Linked DNA regions of Arachis hypogaea: region 2 is linked to region 1. Evidence: chromatin contacts called from public Hi-C data. All regions are on one chromosome and are shown on one strand. Each heading gives the region's core, a stretch centred on a gene start, on an enhancer-like site or on the middle of the called end of the contact. The rest is flanking DNA. Distances are from core to core; before and after follow the strand shown. Region 1 has its middle 13 kb from the start of LOC112749414. Region 2 holds the start of LOC112751728 (BAG family molecular chaperone regulator 2).

Region 1 (2,700 bases), core at 148-2,647:
ATCTACTATATGTTATCACTATATAAAAAAAATAACTCATTGTGTATTCATTGGCTGAGCATCACACTTTAATCGTCTTAATAAAAATGATTTATCTTCAAATTTAAACTGATAAATAAAAATATATAAATAATTATATCTTATAAATTTTTTATTCATTAATAATTTTTTTATTTTGTTGAAACGTAAATTTTTGCATAAGTATTTTTGTTTTTTTTCATCTTATATATTAAAACTAAATTTATTTATAATATATATATATACATTATTAGACAACAAAGGTATTAGTACTATAGTTGAAAAAATATGTTATATAAGCATGTTAAAACTCGAATCGAACACAACTTTTGTTCAAACATTTGTATTTTTCTGCACGATAACGCAACTATTATTGCTTAGAGAGGAAATGTTTAATTTGTGCTATAGAGTGAAAGAAACAGAATGCTAAATGAAAAGAAGGAAGTGATTGGAATCATTACTGAAATGTTGAATGCAAAAGTTCTACTCATGCCTAATTGATATGCTGCTTATATATACAGGACTCAAGAATGGATACAAGAATTGATCACAAGGCATAACAGATTTAACAATGGCAGTATAGAGCACTAATCATTGAACATAAATCTAGTAAACAAGTATATATGCATGCCATAGGCGGATTCAACATGAAAATTTTTTTTCTTATTTTCTATCGCTAGAGCTTTTTAATAGTGATGTTGAAAAATAAAAGACTGGGCACGTCGAGAAAGGAAAAGTATAGGGTACCAATATATTATCTGCCAACTTATTGTCAACAATAATTTATCATATTTTAAATACATGTATAAGGAGACACATTCATAAAATATATAAAAAGACACTTCCATTAAACACAGTTATAAGAAAGACATTTTTATTAGACACATCTGTAAAGACACTTTCGTTAAACACCATCATAAACAAGAGTTGGCAGAAGTTGGCAGAAATATTGTTGGTAACGTAACGGAATTGGTCGAGAAATACACACAAATGAGTCCGTAATTCGTAGTTGGAAATGAATTCTTTTTATTTTCAATTTTTTTAAATATTATTTTATATTTTTTAATGTATATTTTATACTATAAATAAGTAATTATTAGTTGATAATTGATTTTTAATGTATATATATTATAATTATTTTTGTAAATTGATTTTATAAAATATAATTTATATCATATAAAATTTAAATGAAAAAAATATAAAAAAGAATTTATACGGTATAAGATTATATTTTATAAAATAAATAAAAAAAAAGTAAGAAAATTTATTTGCCTGTAATGCATGTATGATGTATGATGATTTGAGGAGGACAAGGGTATCCATGAACTGAAATTCGACACGTGTGAACATAGCCGTATATGCTTACTGGTAGTTGGGAAACACGGACCCTGCACCACGATGGCGACACGTGTGCTCAATCGTACGGTAGAAATTTTGTGTCCTCCCACTTTGGTGTTCCCTTTTCCGTGACACCTTTGATGAAGATGCGTCAGCTACACCTGCTTCTATGTTCTCTGTGTTTTATTCTTTTATTCTACTTCAGCTTCGTTCAATATATATATATATACACAAATATATCTCTATTTAAAATGTTGAGTTTGCATATGATATTGATTTTAGTTGCTGCATTTTCTTGCCGAATATTGCCTCATTTATGGTTATTTATAGGAACAACATGAAAAATTGAAAACCAAACCAAGTAGAAATTGACTTCGTATTTTAATTAAAATTGTAAAAGTAATACGATTTTTTTTTTTTTGGTGATGTATATGAATTGCTTCTTCTTCTTTTGTTTAGTCTAAGTTATTTTTTTGGTTTTTGGTCTTGGGGGACTAAGACTTGAATGACTGTTCTGACTCACTAACAAACTTTTTCTGTTGGCTTTCTTCAGTATACCTTAGGGCCATGGCCCATACTACTTTTTTGGTGAATAAGACCCATAGAATTTATCAGCCCAAAATAAACTAGCCCTTTTTCAATGGAGAGTATTTAGATGAGATGCTTATCAAAATCAACCTTTTCTCCAGCAATGGAGTTTAACTTTTTCGATAAGCGAAGCTGGTGATCTCATTAATACACTAAATTTATATTTCTCGTAAACACTACAAGTTCATCATCCTGTAAAAAGAAAGTGCTAACAATTATTACAATGAATCATCCTTTTAGGAAGAATCATGGAAGGTATTGAAGGCATGGGGAAAGATGTTGTCCACTTTGATGAGCCCCATTTCAATAGGAAGCTGCTGTTAATTAGAAACTGATCGGGAGAGTATTCACAAAAAAATTACTCAACATGACTACAGTACGAAAGACCATCTTTTAGATGCGGGGAGATCTTGCTTGATAATCATTAGTACATATTTCATGTCTTTCATTTTGAACTTTAGAAGCCAAGATAAAGTAAGAAGAGCTTATGAACCATGGAGAATAAAATGCCACATGCTTAGTCTTCAGTGGTGGAATTTAAATTTGTCTATTGTAATTGAGGTTATATATTAAATAGTATTTTATTTTATTAATTAGGTACTTCTTAGGTACACTTGAGGTACTCTGATGTATATAAATGATTAAATAGAGTATGTCTATTAGGATTAGAGTATCTAATATTCTTGTATATATATGAATAATAGTAATAAAAAAGATAAGAAAGCTTTTCATCCCTTTCTCTTTCTCTCTTTTCAG
Region 2 (2,700 bases), core at 56-2,555, 66 kb before region 1:
ACGTGTCCATTGTACCTATAATTAGATATGATTAGCCTACTCTAAATTCCCTAACTGCCCCTGCAGTGGCACGTGCCCATTGTTATGATGAATCAAAAGCTCAAAAACTCTCAAACATACTTCAGTTTACTCTGTCGGATTTTTAACCATTTTCTGAAGCTTTGGAATTGGCGGCTTTCTCTCTTTGATTCTCTTACTCTTGGCGACGACCCAACATTTTTTCTTTCATTTATTTTTTTTCTCTTCAAAGCGTTCACGTTGATTATGAAATTATGAACTAAATTCTCAAAAATTAAATATTTTAATACCTTAATTAAATATTAAATATTCATATTTCTTTACGTAATTTTTTGTATTTTTTTTATGATCTTTTTTATTATTATCAAACTCTTATTTTCTAGTCATTACTTTGTGCAATAATTACTGCTTACTTTTTTTTATCTTTTTTTACTAGATGTAATTCTATTCAAATCTAGAAGGAATTTATGATAGACTATTTCGATTATTTTTTCGAATTTTATTTGGACGACAAAAATAATATATTATATATATAATATTTGAATAATACCTATAATTAAGTTAATCCAACTCCATGTCAATTGAAGTACATGCTAGTTAACTTTTAATTATTAGGATTAGGAGAAAATTATAAATAGTAAAGAGATCAGAGATGTAGAAAAAAGTTATTACTTTTAATTAAAAAAGTTAAAAACTTGGAAGAAAACTTATTACTTTTAATTTCAATTTGGTCAGTTGACATGTTTACTGTTTAGGTTTGGTCTTATAAATTTTTTACTTTTTAAAATTATGATAGTTATATTTAATAAATTAAAATAAAAATGACTTACAATAAGTTATAGAATCTGTAAAAAAGTACAAGTAAATAGATATATTTATTAATATATAAACTAATTTTAAAATATCTTTATAAGGTAAAAATTCAGGTGAAGTTGATATCTGAGAACAGTTAGATAAAAATTTAGTTAAATCAGTCAAATCATCTAACAACTCTCAATATCAACTTCACGTGAAGTCGACTGCACCTGAGTTTCCACATCTTTATAAATAATTCTAAAAATACTCATATTAAACACAAATAGATAACTTTTTTAATTTATCAAATACAAAATAATTTATATTTTTTAAAATTACAAACAGCTTTAAAAAAAATTTGACCGAACCAACCATTACTTTCATTAGATGTTCCATAACAATAACAAAAACAAAAAGAATAATTGATCCCGTTAAATTACACGATATTCCAAGTGCAATCATTAAAAAAAAAAAGTAAAATTATATGAATTAAATAATTCAATGTTAGTATATATAAGAAGGTCACAAGGTGCCAGCATACTTAGCTGGCCACTCGTTTTTTTATTCAACAACATTTTTCTTTCTTTTTTTTTTACAATTTTTTTCTTTCCTCTCTCTCTCTCTCCCTTCAATTTCTCCAGGAAGAATCAATTCCTCCTCATTGCAATTGTTTTCAACTTGCCATTGATTTAAGGAGGAGGGAAAAAAAATAAAGCTTGTTCTCTCTCTCTCTCTCTTTCTCTCTCTTATGTTCTTAGTTCATATTATGGTGGAAAATTCCCATGACTCTGAAGTTTGATGAACCACATTTTTGTGTGTAAAGATCTTTGCTTTGAGCTTCAGTGATTAATGGGTTGGTGCTGTTCTTCCTTATAAGCCATTCATAACTGAAAAAAGAATAAAAAATCTGCAACTTTATCTTTGTTCTCTCTCTATATATATATTGAAGCTGAAACCTTTTGTTGTTTTTTTGTGTCTTTATCTCTCTCTCTCTTTCGCTGTAGGCGTGTTTGTCGGAGTTGGACTTTGGTGGAATGCTGGGGTCAGAGTTGGGTTCTGAGACATGTTCTATCAGCTCTTTGCTGTGAATTGTGTCGCTGAGTTATATAATTTGTTTCACGGGTTCTGAACTGTGAACTGAAGAAGAATCTCACTTCTTCTTCTCTGAGATCTAAAAAGAACAACAGCAATAACCTTATCTTGCTTTGTTTCTTGCTTTGTTTGGATTCATTGATTAACCAGACACCAAAAAAAGAGAGAATAGTGAGAAAGATGATGAGGATGAGGAATGGTGAGAGTAACAGCAACAAGACAAATGGATTAATGGTGAGCAATGGTGGTGAGGCTGGTTCCAAGGAGTGGGAGATGAGGCCAGGTGGAATGCTTGTTCAGATGCGAACTGCTGACTCGGATCGGAACTCAGTTCCTCCACCGACAATTAGAGTTAGAGTCAAGTACAATTCAATTTACCATGAAGTCAACATTAATTCTCAAGCTACATTTGGTAACTCTCTTTATCATTCTCTATTTCCTTCAATAAGTATCTGTTATTTTGAATTTTGATAGTACAATTGTTACCAAATACATTGATCTACAAACTAGTTTTGAAAATTCATTGTGTGTTTTTTGTTGTTGGTGGTGGCAGGGGAATTGAAGAAAATGCTTTCAGGATCAACTGGTTTACATCACCAAGATCAGAAGCTGTTTTATAAGGACAAGGAGAGGGATTCAAAGGCTTTCCTTGACATGGTTGGGGTGAAGGACAAGTCAAAAATGGTGTTGAAGGAGGATCCTATTAGCCAAGAGAAGAGGTTCTTGGAGCTGAGGAAGAATGCTAAGATGGAGAAAGCTGCAAAATCTATCTCTGAAATCAGCTTGGATGTAGAT

The links. Hi-C and Micro-C count contacts between places; a contact is called where the count stands out from the background.
Region 2: a Hi-C map of leaf shows a contact between it and region 1, with 2.5 times the contacts expected there. The contact joins the promoter of LOC112751728 here to the enhancer-like site in region 1. A contact is called at or near these places in 4 of 8 Hi-C or Micro-C datasets (leaf and an unstated tissue).

What each region holds. Positions count from the first base shown.
Region 1 is chr15:157,279,953-157,282,652 of arahy.Tifrunner.gnm2.J5K5, reverse strand. No RefSeq gene overlaps it. Among protein-coding and RNA genes, the nearest start is that of LOC112749414, 13 kb to the right of the region's middle. Within about 2 kb of position 1,397, at least 3 of the 3 cell types and tissues checked have open chromatin away from gene starts, as enhancers often do.
Region 2 is chr15:157,345,634-157,348,333 of arahy.Tifrunner.gnm2.J5K5, reverse strand. LOC112751728 (BAG family molecular chaperone regulator 2) reads left to right here and starts at 1,305. Exons shown (of 5, transcript XM_025800954.3): 1 at 1,305-1,666; 2 at 1,818-2,317; 3 at 2,459-2,700. The coding sequence starts at 2,086.